Linked DNA regions of Mus musculus: region 1 is linked to region 2. Evidence: chromatin contacts called from public HiChIP or PLAC-seq data. All regions are on one chromosome and are shown on one strand. Each heading gives the region's core, a stretch centred on a gene start, on an enhancer-like site or on the middle of the called end of the contact. The rest is flanking DNA. Distances are from core to core; before and after follow the strand shown. Region 1 has its middle 18 kb from the start of Mtcl1. Region 2 overlaps Mtcl1 (microtubule crosslinking factor 1).

Region 1 (6,953 bases), core at 4,131-6,630, 110 kb after region 2:
TTATATGACAGCAATATGAGCCTTAACTAAGACATCATGCATTGCATCAGTCCGTTACTCTGTACTTGTTGCATGAGCCTTCAGCAGCTCTCACTGAGTCCAGGCCTATCTCGTGACCTGCATGACTCTCTTTGCATGGGCATCACCTTTCTTTCTCCAGCAAATCCTCTTTGAACTCTGCAGCCTCTTTAACAGCTTATAGCCATTCTGTATCATATATAAGTATATGCTCGTGGTACCTGAGTGTTAGTTGTGATTAGAATAAAGCCATGGTGGCCAATGGTAATGCTAACAAGGGGCATGACTATTACTTGATACATTTCTGACATAGCTTATGGACTTGCTGCTAGTAAAACAACAACAACAAACAAAAACAAAAACATTCTGATAGTGTATAGAAGACACGAGTGTGTTCTCAACATCCTGGAGCTATGTGTTTTGATCAGGATGGATGAGAGTATGTCCTTGCAATTCTCCTAGGAAGATGCTTTCAGAGAATAGAGCAGGAAGATACTTAAGAAGGGAAGCCCCAGGCTGGGCATGGTTTTAATCCAAGCATTTGGAAGAAAGAGGCAGGCTGACCTCTGTGAGTTCGTGACTAACTTCCTCTATGTAGGCAGTTCCAGTTCAGCCTGAGACAGAGAGAGAGAGAGAGAGAGAGAGAGAGAGAGAGAGAGGAAGAAGAAGGAGGAGGAGGAAGAAGAAGAAGAAGAAGAAGAAGAAGAAGAAGAAGAAGAAGGAAGAAAGAAGAAGAAGAAGGAAGAAGAAGAAGGAAGAAGAAGAAGAAGGAAGAAGAAGAAGAAGAAGAAGAAGAAGAAGAAGAAGAAGAAGAAGAAGAAGAAGGAAGAAGAAGAAGAAGAAGAAGAAGAAGAAGAAGAAGAAGAAGAAGAAGGAAGAAGAAGAAGAAGAAGAAGAAGAAGAAGAAGAAGAAGAAGAAGAAGAAGAAGAAGAAGAAGGAAGAAGAAGAAGAAGAAGAAGAAGAAGAAGAAGAAGAAGAAGAAGAAGAAGAAGAAGAAGAAGAAGAAGGAAGAAGAAGGAAGAGGAAGAGGAAGAGGAGGAGGAGGAGGAGGAAGAGGAGAAGGAGAGAGATCTTCTGCACGTTTTTCTGTTCACCCTACTCCAATCCACCCTGAATATCTACATAAGCTCTCTTAAAGGCTCTGGGTAGCAGCCCATACTGAATTTCCTGTCAGAGCATGCTCTGTCAGCATAAAGCACTGAGGGAAGATGCCTAACCATTTGTGAAGCTGAATGGACGTTTCCATATTTATCCTGCCCAAATAACTTAGACAAGGCTTTACAAATTTCAGGATAAATCTGGAAACTGAATTGCCAGTTGCTGAAAATTTTTTCAAAGGACAAAAATACGTATGTTTGCCATGTGAGAGTGTAACTACTCCCCTCCAGATGTATCAACCTGAATTTGCACATTTAAAAATTTTAAATTAAGGGAAAACGATATAACATCAATCACTATTAGACATGCTATAAATTTCAAATGAAAGGAAAATGAGAAAAAAAGACATTTATACATTATTAAGCTCTTGATTCATAATGTTAATACCACTTTTACTATGATTTTGACAGCTTGTATGTGGGATTCAATATATGTACCTTGATAATAGTGAATCGGATCAGTAACTAACTACAATGCTAATTACAACTTATACAATCTCTAATTTTTTTCAAATTTAAGAAATTCAGTCTCTAAGGGCATAGTGGCACCTGCTTTTAATTCCAGTAATCTGGAGGCAGAGGCAGGAAGAACGCTGAGTTTGAGGCCAGCCTGATTGTCTTAGTCAGAGTTTATATTCCTGCACAAAACATCCTGACCAAGAATGGGGAGGAAAGGGTTTCTTCAGCTTACACTTCCATATTGCTGTTTATCACCAAAGGAAGCCAGGACAGAAACTCACACAGGGCAGTAACCTGGAGGCAGGAGCTGATGCAGAGGCCATGAAGGGATGTTAGTTACTGGCTTGCTTACCCTGGCTTGCTCAGCTTGCTTTCTTATAAAACCCAGGACTACCAGCCCAGGGACAGCACCCACCCACACACACAATGGGCTAGGCCCTCCCAACTTGATCACTCATTGAGAAAATGCCTTACAACCTGATCTGGAGGCATTTCCTCAAGGGAGGCTCCTTTCTCTGTGATAACTCCATTTGTCAAATTGACACACAAAACCAGCCAGTACATTGGTCTACATAGCAAGTTCCAGGCCAGCCAGGACTATACAGTGAGACACTAAAAAATGAAACACAGCCTTCCATGTATAATAATAGAAACTGAACACCAGATGCTCTTTGTCAACTTAAAACCTAGAAGTCCAACGCTGAGAGTGTCCCTCAGTGGTGGACACTTTCTCGTCATGTGCCAGTTCTCAGGACCCAGTACCTCAGTGTGATGTGGCTGGGGAGTGGGCTCCGTGGGTAACTGTACTTTCTGTGTAAGCGTGAGGATCTGATTTGAATCCCCTCCCATAAAAAGATGAGCGTGGGCTGGAGAGATGGCTCAGCGGTTAAGAGTGTCGACTGCGGGCTGGTGAGATGGCTCAGTGGGTAAGAGCACCCGACTGCTCTTCAGAAGGTCCGAAGTTCAAATCCCAGCAACCACATGGTGGCTCACAACCACCCGTAATGAGATCTGATACCCTCTTCTGGTGTGTCTGAAGTCAGCTACAGTGTACTTATATATAATAAACAAACAAACAAATAAATCTTTAAACAAAAAAAAAAAAAAAAAAAAAAAGAGTGTCGACTGCTCTTCTGAAGGTCGTGAGTTCAGATCCCAGCAACCACATGATGGCTCACAACCATCCATTATGAGATCTGATGCCCTCTTCTGGGGTGTCTGAAGACAGCTACAGTGTACTTACATGTAATAAATAAATAAATCTAAAAAAAAAGAAAAGGAAAGGAAAAAGATGAGCATGCACTGTTATTGGTTATCCACCAGAACTGGGTGGTAGGACCCTACCTACTACAGAAGACACTTTAACGGCAGGACAGAGAAATCAAACTGGAACCTGACCTGAAAACGCCTCCCTACTGGCATAGTTTTCACTATGCTGGAACGTGAAGTACAGGCCACCGGGGGTTGGGAAGTCACCCCTTGTCAACTTGACACAAATAATATCTCATGTTCACATGAAACAATAACAAGGTTGTAAATACGCCTAACATGATATAACTATCCCTCGTACAATCGCAAACGCATTAGTAAATTTACAATGGGCATTCATATTACTTTATAATCCTCGTTTCTGCAACTGGTTACGTGGCCTTAATTGGTATTTATAACTACCTTCCTCTACTACCCATTCTGTATTTCCTTCACCTTCAGCCAGCACCTCAGCAGGTCTTGGCTCTTTTCCTGGAGGATTGACCCATACCTTCATTCCTGATGGGTCTGCGTCCTTTGTCATCCTGCTTGGATTAGGCTGTTGTAGTTTCCCATTGACTTTAATCACAGGACATGGTAGTACTAAGAGACGCCCTAAGGGATCTCCTGCACTCCAGACATAATCTTGCTTACCACCATTGTGAAGAGGTAATCCAATTTCCCCATGGTAATCTGGATCTATCACCCCTCCTAACACTGTTATTCCTTTTTTAGCCTGTTGGTTTAAGGGCATTAGAAGCCCAAAATGACCAGGGGGAAGTCTGAGCTTCCAGTTCAATGAAATGTTTGTTGTAGCTCCTGGTAGGAGCACTCCCCTCTCTGGAGCCAAAACTTCTAAGCCAGCAGAACCTAGAGTTATGGGGACAGGAAGCAAAAATTTTCCTAGAGGGTCACTAGGAGTGATAGTAAGTGGAACCCTCACCCCATTTCCCATCCCCCGCCTCACTACAACCCCAACCTATCAGACATGAGAGAATGAGGCCATGAGAGAATGAGCTAGCCAACCACTTTTGGATTGGACTCAAAGCCCATTCCTCAGGATGAAATCTATCTGCACTATAAATCTAGTCAGGGCCCAGGATGCATAGACTCTAAGAAAGACCCTGTTACATGCTGCTAAGCTGTCTTCTAAATATTTACATTTATACAAATAGGCTAGTTCCACCCTCAACTTTGGCTAGAAAGTGTCTCTCTGCAGTGCATCAGTTAATACAGAAGGTCTATATTAACTTATTGTTAAATTCATTATTACTAACGCTAGCCAGTCAAAGTCCTGAGAATAAGAGATTATTGAGTGTTCCGCTCTATATAGGATAACTGTATCTCTCTCTCTCTCTCTCTCTCTCTCTCACACACACACACACACACACACACACACACACACACACAGAGACAGAGACAGAGAGAGACAGAGAGATAGAGAGAGGACAGAGACAGAGATAGGAGAAAGAGACACAGAGAGACAGAGAGAGAACACCCAACTTTAATTTGTGTGAGTCAATGTCCTTCCAATGTCCTTTGGAAGCAGGCTAACCTCAGCTCATCTGACTTTGCCAGTCACTATCAGAGTTAATCTGGGCCAGTTGCAACTTAATTTCTCTTTGTGGTTAGGTAGTTGCCTGTCTCATAATGAATTTGGAGATAATAATTAAAAAAAAAAATCCCAAAAGCAATTGAGAGAATTAAGAGATATTGTAGAAGCAGGCAGATTTCTGAGTTTGAGGCCAGCCTGGTCTACAAAGTGAGTTGCAGGACAGCCCCGTCTACACAGAGAAACCCTGTCTCGAAATACCAAAAAAATTAAAAAAATAAAAAAAAAAGGAGAGAGAGAGATCGTGACGGGCATCCCAGGACGGGCATCCCAGGACGTGGGAGGTAGATGCAGGGGTGGATCTCTGTAAATTTGAGAGCAGCCTGATAAACATAGTTAGTTCCAGGCTAGCCAGGGGTACATAAAGAGCCTGTGTAAAAACAAAGACACCCACCAAATAAATGAGGAATTGCATATAAAACCCTTAGCACATTCAAAACATAGAACAAATTCCTGGTGGTCCTGTGACCCCTTTGGCCTTGTCACTGAACCTCCTTGGGTTTTAGTTTTTCTCCAGTTCTCCGATTCCTTTTTCCCAGCACCCTAGAAGGATTACAGAGGATCATAATTAGCACACCCAGCAGCAACAGCAGCCTAGCTCTGCAGCTCAGCTCTTCTCCAAATTAACCTGTTTATATGTTAATCTAACTCTCCAAGCTTAGCAGGCTTCATCATTAGGAAAACAGAGCCTCTCTCCTGTTGACATTCCCCATTTTCCTCGGCAAACTCCTTCCCTGAGAACCCAAAGGTACACAGACTGCCCTAAAAAAAAGAAAAGAAAAGGGCAGCTTGGATTTTCAAGAGTTTTCTTTGCTGTCCACAATGAGCTCAGAGGTGGCTATGAGGCGAGCTTCCTGGGAGAAGTGTGTGTGTGTTGACACGGGGAGTCCATATCTAATGGAAGGAGAGCCACAAATAACCACCACAGCATTTTACATCGTGAAAGGGGTTGGTGTATGTGTGGGGGAGTCTGTGCTAGTTGAGTGTACCTCCTACAAACCCTGACACTCCCAACCTAAAAGGGATTTAATTTACATGAAATTAAAGCAGCCGTTGGGACCATTAAAGGAAAATTCCTGCTCTGTACAACAGTCTCCAGCCTGGGTACAGACCTAACCTTCCAGTTGCACGGGTCAATCCATGGGCCAAGGCACCGCCCCGTCAGGAAGGAAGGAGGCTGGCTCACCCAAAATTAAGCTAAGGAGGTGGTGGTGAGGGTAATTTTCCCTTTAACGAGACACCGCACTTTTTACCCAGAATGCCCACCCCTTATACAGTTCTTACAAGCTGCTCTGAGGTGGCAGTGAAGGCCTCTTAGGGACACTCTTCCTTTTTCTTTTTCTTTCTTATTTATTTGTTTGTTTGTTTGTTTGTTTTGGTTTTTTGAGACAGGGTTTCTCTGTGTAGCCCTGGCTGTCCTGGAACTCACTCTGTAGACCAGGCTGGCCTCGAACTCAGAAATCTGCCCACCTCTGCCTCCCAAGTGCTGGGATTAAAGGCGTGTGCCACCACGCCCAGCTTCCTTTTTCTTTTATTCTTCTATTTCTTCTAGACACTGGCCAGAGCCTTGGTCTGCTCTTTCTGATGCAGGCGCTTCTTATCCCTCTGTCACTCCTGTCACTCCGAAGCCCTTTTCTCGCCACATGGCTGCCCACTGCTGTGCGGCAGACTTCATGCCAAAAACGCAAGTTTCGTCTTTGCTTCTTTCTTCCATTCTCCTGTGGGCAGCTGCAAAGATTTACAGCTTGTCTACCCTGGGGGGTTTCTTCTACACCTTACTAAATTGTGAGCTTTCATTTGAGACCATTCTGAAATTATCTTATTCATAGGACTAACAATCCTAAGAAGGGGCTCCAATTTCCCTGATAAATGTCCCTTGAACCCCACCTTCCTGATAATAAAAATCACCATCGCGGTTGTGTGTGTGATTCACACCTAGCCACCCAGACATGCAGAGTCCTTGCTAAGTCATCCAGCAAATACATGCTACCACACACAGAGAGAACACCAAGATGGCTATGGCTGGCTACTCCTAGCTTTGGACCTCACTTAGCCATTTTATAAGCAAGGGTCCTCAGGAAAGACGGTTGCTGTTGTTGATGCACAGGAAAGAGAAGTCAACAACGGGAGGAGAGTTTGGTGAGGACCAGTCTGTAAGTCAGGAGACTGACTGCCTGTGGCTTCTTCCAAGGAGTGTTTCTGCAGCCACTACTTCTTTCTGCTCCTCACTCTAAGAAAGGTGTTAGTAGCTCTTAGCACCTGTCAAAAATTTTAATGTCTTCGGTTGGGAATGGGACACTGTTGTTTGGACTGGGAACAAGGAACTGAGGTGCATATTTCACATACCAAAGCAGACCTGACCTCCAGGTTCTCCCAGCATCCCTCAGTCCCTACCTGGCATACCCTGCCCCCAACCCTGAACTTTCCAGCCCAGAGGCTGGGCTGTCGTTTCCTAGAG
Region 2 (7,114 bases), core at 2,114-4,613:
GTTCTCTGTGGGTTCAGGGCCAGCCAGGTCTACAGAGGGAAGGCTCTGGTCCAGAAAGACTTCATGATCTGGAAGATCATCTGCACACAAGAACTTTCTGAATTTTTTGGGCCAGAGTCCAACTATGCAATTTTTTGTTGTTGTTGTTGTTTGCACATTTCAATTCAGTTTTAACTTCAGCAAAACAAAATAAAAACAAAACCACAGTCTTTTCAGACTCGTTGGATGATACCAACAGCCTTATTATTTCCTGGTCCTTTGTTTAAGGACATTCTGGTCCTTCGCAGCTCACCTCTTGGGTGCTGTGGCACTTTAGCATCCAAAACTGAAGTCTGTACTCATGGATCTTTCTTTTCTTGATGGTTTCAAGGTTGGCCTTCAGTCACCCAGACTGCCTTCCGAGCCTGTGGTACTGTTCATAGCCAGTGAGGCAGGAGTATGGATAAGGTGGTGTTACAAGTTACTTATGGGGCAATACCAGATATTTTTTCAGAGTCTGAGATTTCTGAGACCTTTGCATCACGTGTGAAGCATGGAGCCATCTTCAGCACTGCCCGGCCTGCCTCTAAGTCATTACCTTTGAGAACAGGCTTAATCAAAAGGCGAATGAGATCCTTTGACCTGCCATCATGAGGGGACAAACAAAGAGCCAGGCACAACACGGCGTTGATGGCCTCTGCCCCTATTTAATTCAGCTGCCCACACAGGCAGGGTAGTGCAGCGTTGAGGTAGCTGCCCTGGTTGCCTGCCTGATCCACGCAGGGCCAGTTTCTATTCGACAAAGATTCCGAGAAGGGAGCTCATGTGAAGTTCCATAAAAGCAAATAGTATCAATTCCAGGTGGTCCACGGCTATTGGCAGGAAATCCCAAACAAGTCCTTAAAATGATAGATCCATGGATCAGCAACATTTCCCTACAGGAGCCATTGGTCACTCCCGCCGTCATTGTTACACGGAGATTAAATTCGGCATTCTTTTCTGAAGCCATTATCTTTCCACAGATAAAAGAGAAAGGGCCACTGAAGACTGACCTTGAAAGTGTAATCTACGGTGGGAGCTTCCAGAAATGATACTCACAGTCACGCAGACATCATTTGCCTTCTGGCTGGGAATGTGCCAGGGGCTCGTGGCCAGGAAGACGCTCGGTCTATGCTCTAAGAGTGCCGTGCTCCCTCCCCCCCCCCCCCCCCCCCCCGCCAAGAATAAAATCAGGTGGCTGAGGGATTATCAAAGAGACACACGTTTAGTAGGTTACACTGTGTTATCGGCTAATAATATGCAATAACTCTGCACTCTGCATGTATAGCCTCACCTGAGGAATCAGGACAAGCTTGAGGAAAATCAGCTGGTCATCTGAGCCACAGACCAGAGAGCTCTAGGACCTGCCTTCCTTGTGGGAGGTATGCTATAAACTACTGAGTGTGGTGCATTCTGGGAGGGAGGCTGGGGGTGGGGGCAGGGTGAGCCCTTTTACTAAGTACTTTAAGTACCTGTAAATGTTTACCTATGCCTGCAGTTTCTGGAGACAACAGCAACCAACCAAAGACACAACACAAACCAACTGTGTGTGATCGTGAGCTCTGGTCTAGTTTGCTTTGGTCTGACTGATCGTGAGCTCTGGTCTAGTTTGCTCTGGTCTGACTCCTAGGGAAGTTATAGGATCTAAAGAGTAAACCAGGCTGCAGTGCAAAAAACTCCCAAAATGTATGGACTGTCAAGGCACAAGAGGGGAAGCTGTTAAAGAATTAAGTTTTTGGGAAGGAGCAGGGAGTGAACCCAGGGCCTTGTGCTTTCGAGGTGAGTGCCCTATTACTGAACTACATCGGCATCCTCTCTCATTGAAGTTTGTTTCTGGAGACTAGCTATGTACCTCAGGTTGGCCTCTAACTTGAAATCTTCCTGTCTCAGCCTCCTGAGTGTTGTGGTCATAAGTATGTAATCACCAGAGCTGGGGTGCGGAAGGAGGTTAGAGTGGTGGCTTATTGTTCTGACATGCTTATCTCATTAGAAGGGCTCTTTCCAGAATATTCTTTACCAAACAGAGAGGCCGCATAGTCAAAGACTATTAGCAGACTGGAGAGGTGGCTCAGTGATTAAGAGCACTGACTGCTCTTCCAGAGGTCCTGGGTTCAATTCCCAGCAACCACATGGTGGCTCACAACCATCTGCAATGAGATCCAATGCCCTCTTCTGGTATCCCTGAAGATAGTGACAGTGCACTCATATATACATAAAATAAATAAATAAATCTTTAAACAACAACAAAGTCTACTAGCTGAGGGAAGGCCAGCTTTGGGGACAAAGGACTCTAGCAGTATGGTGAAAGGTGTCTCAGAGATCAACGTGAAGTCACGTTTCTTCCACTATTGTCATGAATCTTATGTTAGGCTTGCCACATGAACTGTTCTCTCTTTAGCCATCAAAGCCACCCCCTTTGTTTTGCCCTGGGACCATAGGGCAGTGTTGGCCACATGAATAACCTGTGATCAGACCTCCATTTCAGTAATCACTAAAAAGTACAGCAAGCATTCTCGGCCATGGCCACTGGGCAGCCGCAGGCCTGAGCTCGTCGGGAGTCGCTGAGCCCATTTTCCCTTGCTCTCACCTAAGAAGATGAAAGGGCACAGTGTGCTTGAGAATGGGGTCACTGCCATGGGATTGTGTCACTGAAGACTGGGAAGTAGGGGATGTTGGCACAACCGAATGCTTGCCAACCTGGTGAAGTGTGCTTCTTGTTCTCCACGTGAGTGGACACCTGCGATACTGAACTCCTCCGGACCTGATAAATGTTGCCGTCGACAGGGTTCCGCGGTGGGAACTGCAGCAAAACACCAATCCAAGATTGGGGTTGGAAAATGTTGTTAGTTGCTTATTGAACCTCGGGGACGCCGTTTGGCCATGTTTCCCACGCTACTTATCACTCCCCCTGGGCTTCGAAGGGGCCATGGTTCTGCACAGCAGCTTTTAAAAACACACGTCGTGGCTCTTGCATTCAGGCTGCCTCTGATGGAGAATGTTCACGCCTAGTGAACCAGCTGTGGTTTACCAGTCCGCACTGCGCACACGGCACTGCGCACACGGCACTGCGCACACGGCACTGCGCACACGGCACTGCGCACACGGCACTGCGCACACGGCACTGCGCACACGGCACTGCGCACACGGCACTGCGCACACGGCACTGCGCACACGGCACTGCGCACACGGCACTGCGCACACGGCACTGCGCACGTTCCCTTTCCTGACTTCAGGCTGATGGAGACGCAGAGCTGATTCTGACATGAGCACTCCCCAACTAGCCCATCCTGCACGCCGTATGCGGTGGAAACTTAGATGTCTGCCCTACTTTTAAGAGAAACCACAGAAGGCGAGGGGGAAATAAACATTCAGACACACTGATGGGTGGTTCCGGCTGGGTAACTTTACATTATTTTTCACCCCCACGGTAACATTTTCCATGACTGTTTAGAAAACCAGATGTGTTTACATCTCTTCCTTTCTCCAAAGCATTTGGGTGCTCTCCTGGGAAAGGCTTCACCACATGGTCTTCATATTGACAGGTTTCTGTCTAAGTATTGATTGGAGCCAGAGACACTTCCGACTGATGACAATACCTCTTTTCAAATCAATAAAATGCCTACGTTTAAAGCTTTATTCATAGCTTGTACCATTCCAGTCTCTAACTAGATCACTGCTGGAAAACTTATTCCATGACCTCAAATCTCCCTGGGGATTCTGGCACGCTGACGCACTTCCTGGTGAGTGTGAGGAGAGGTTCCTTTGAAAGTTATTATCTCCATCCTGACTCACAGGCTCGAGGGAGAAGGAAGGTGGGTGGGGTACAGACAACTGTTCGGATTTGTGTATGAAGAAGAGAAAGCGCTGAGAGGAACCCCAGATATCCTCTTAACCTGCACTCCAAAGACCACCGTTTTCACATTGGAATCTGCACCAAATTGCTAGCGACAGCCAACTCCCACTTGACCCACACAACTCTGGGCAGAGAGGACAGGTGAGAAAGAAACAGCAGCTACAGCACATGGCAGGAGTAAACCACAATGCCTGTGGCTGGAAGGCTGGGCTATGCCCAGTGCCAAAACCTGCACCCTTACCCCTGCAAGCAGGCAGCCAGGGTGAGGAATCCAGGCTTCCTGTCAGAACTCTCTGAGAAGCCAAGGAGGGTCAGAAAGTACTCAGAGATCTCTCAGGATTTCAAGTCTCCAAATACAGACACTACTTTGTTTTAGGAACGTTAAATAAATAGATAGATAGATAGATAGATAGATAGATAGATAGATAGATAGATAGATAGATAAAATAATGTTTATGTGGGGTTGTGGGAGGAGTTGGCCTTTGGAGTTTCTGTTTGTGGTCCTCGGTGACACTAACCATTTAGTAATATTTAATCTACACTCCTCTTAACACACTCTGTAATTTGTCCAAAGTGTCACCATGTAAATACATGTTGTGTGCTTCAAGTGGTCAGAGAGATGTGAAATACTTTGTGCATGATGGGAATTTAAACAAATACTTCTTTATTTTTCCTTATAAAATATGTTACCAATGCAGTGCTGTTGGCAATGACTACTCAGTTAAACACCAACCAGAAAGCCCTTCAAGGTTGTTACCTCTCTATGATTAAAAACAATTATTCTCTCTTCTTAGAGGTCTGCCTATTGAATTTCTTCATTCTGAGACCAATTTTCTGGGTCCAAGGAGGCAGGTATTCAATAGACCTGATCTAACTACGGTCCTAAGCTATGGGCTAACCAGATGAATAGACGAGCTAACATGGGAGTGAAAGAAAGGCATGTCAGGACATCTGGTGACATTCCAATTCTTTCCCCAGTACCAAAAGGTCACCAGAGGCAGCTGAGGACTTTTGTGCACCCAGGAACATCAGCATTTGGAATAAGATGAGAGTCTCCCTCCTGGGTGTACAGAATGCTGGCCTGAGAGCTAGGCACCTACCTGTTTGTTAAGTGGTCCCCCGTCTGAACTCTGTAGCCGTGATCCGTGTTCGCTGATCTGTACCAGGGAGTGTGGGGCATGCTCTCCCATGGGAAGGCTACAGCCTTGGTCAGCATCCTCCTGGTCTATCCCATCTGTCTGGTGAACCCCCTGGACTCCAAGCTCAGCAAGCCCAGGCACATTCTCTGGATGTTCGCTCTGAAAACCAGGAGGCATAATGATCTTAACTTCGACTATACTCTTTGGTTCTACAGACCAACTATTCAAATATGACGGAGTCTCCTTATGAGTAGCCAAGACTAGTTAGTCTTAAACACCTGGTCTCACACAAGCCTCACACTAGAACTACGCGTGGCCTGCTGGGGTAACTGCTCACTTTGGAAGTGATGAAGTCCTTCTCTGTCTTTTCCACTAAGAGGCCCATTCCACTCCCTGCATTTCTTTCATTTAAGCAGTCTAGGAAGGGTGCTCAATTTATTAGAAAAGAACTCATGAAAACTTTTATTTATTTTTTTTTGTAAATTACGACGTGAATGACAGAGGAGGAATTCCAGTGTATTCCTTAGCAAGAAACTTCACAGCCACGTCTAGGATTTGCTTGACCATGTTTTTCCATGGCATGGATCCTGGGAACCTGGTTGAATTAATTTTTAAGGATGTTCCTCAATCTGAGGAGAGAGAATTGGCATTCTCAGGGTAACTTCAATGGCATGCATTGTTTACTCAAAGGCAGACAAAAGGCTCTGGCATCTCAAAGGGCTCCAAGTTCTCACAACACAGAAATAGCTGAGTTAGAGGCCTGTGTGGCTGCCCAGGCCGCCCAGCAAGTGAGACTGGGGGACAGGACATGCAAAGCCACAGGGCACTCAGTTGGGCAGTAAAGAGTTGGTCAGTACCAAGTAAGATGGCCCAAACCTGTAATCTTAGCAACTGAGGACTAAGAATCTTGAGTTCAAAGCCAGCCTAGGCTGGCTGTTTTTGGCTGTTTTGAGTCCAAAACAGCCAAAAATCCTGTTTCAAAAACAAAATCCTAAGGGGCAAGAGGAATGGCTCAGAGGCTAAGAACACTTGCTGCCCTTGCAAGGAGGAACCTGGTTTTAGTTCCCAGTACCCACATGGCAGCTCACAGCCATCCATAACTCCAGTTCCAGGGGATCCCACACCCACTGCTGGGTGCTGCTGGCACACACATGGTACACAGACACACACATACATGCGAGACACTCATTGACCAACCAACCTTGCTCTCTCTATGGAAATGAAACTAAGCAGAAAGCAACAAACCCTGCTCTCTCAATCTAGGAATTGCAAAGCACCGGTTAAATGGGTATAGATGTCAGAGGTGACAGAATGACCATTGTAAGGCTTAGAAGGAATCCTTACAAAGCTGAGGGATGGACTCAGTATGTGGGATGTGCAAGGCCAAGAAACATTTGTGCACCAGGCTTTTATAAACCACCGAGCTTGGCTGAGAAGCGAAGACTCCTGGGTGATGACCTCAGAGACTGACATCTCTCTGCAACAACGGGGATGTGTGAACAGAACTGTTCCAGAGTGGGATTAAAGATGGGGACACTCTTAGACCCAAGTCCAAGTCCAACACTCGGGTCGTCTTTTGCGTGTGCCTGGACAGGCCACTCCATTTCTATGGCTTGGATTGAGGTGGAAAGATAGATAAATAAAAGCAAGGAGGGGAGTGGGAGTGGGTGGGTATGGGGGACTTTTGGTATAGCATTGGAAATGTAAATGAGCTAAATACCTAATAAAAAATGGAAAAAAAAAAAAAAAAAAGCAAGGGACACCATAGATATGGCAGTGGGGTGGGGGTGGGTGCCAAAGACACAACAGATGCAAACTAAATGGGCTGGGCGGGTGGGAGGCGTTACCTCCTCCAGATCCTCTCCTCCCTCCTCCATCTGCTTCCCTTGGCGCCAGTGTTTCAGCAGCCACCTGAGCTTGACGTAGAAGAGGAAGATGTTCTGCTTCAGGGACCTGAGCTCCTGCTGCAGCAGATTCTTCTCGTCGCTCCACGTCCGCTTGTGAAGGGTGTTCTGCAGGGCCAGGCTGTGCATCTCCAGTTCCTTCCACCGCAGGGCGTAGAGGTGGTCCTCCTCCATCTTGAACAGAATCAAACAGATGCTGT

What was found. HiChIP or PLAC-seq counts read pairs in DNA pulled down with a chosen protein or histone mark.
Region 1: an H3K27ac HiChIP or PLAC-seq map of embryonic stem cells shows a contact between it and region 2, with 5 read pairs. The contact joins two enhancer-like sites. A contact is called at or near these places in 3 of 39 promoter capture datasets (embryonic stem cells and neural stem cells), 2 of 15 datasets of contacts at CTCF or cohesin (the NIH/3T3 cell line and embryonic stem cells), 31 of 484 Hi-C or Micro-C datasets (the C2C12 cell line, the HL-1 cell line, adipose-derived mesenchymal stem cells and 13 more), 16 of 115 datasets of contacts at active chromatin or transcription factors (a colorectal cancer cell line, craniofacial prominence, embryonic fibroblasts and 8 more) and 2 of 9 other capture datasets (adipose tissue and pancreatic islet).

Annotation. Positions count from the first base shown.
Region 1 is chr17:66,464,686-66,471,638 of GRCm38.p6, forward strand. No RefSeq gene overlaps it. Among named protein-coding and RNA genes, the nearest start is that of Mtcl1, 18 kb to the left of the region's middle. Within about 2 kb of position 5,381, at least 29 of the 459 cell types and tissues checked have an H3K27ac peak or open chromatin away from gene starts, as enhancers often do. A contact at or near this core is called in embryonic stem cells and trophoblast stem cells, where this site is marked.
Region 2 is chr17:66,361,373-66,368,486 of GRCm38.p6, forward strand. It overlaps Mtcl1 (microtubule crosslinking factor 1), which reads right to left. Exons shown (of 14, transcript NM_172963.4): 7 at 6,858-7,088; 8 at 4,972-5,169. Among named protein-coding and RNA genes, the nearest start is that of Mtcl1, 85 kb to the right of the region's middle. Within about 2 kb of position 3,364, at least 80 of the 459 cell types and tissues checked have an H3K27ac peak or open chromatin away from gene starts, as enhancers often do. A contact at or near this core is called in embryonic stem cells and trophoblast stem cells, where this site is marked.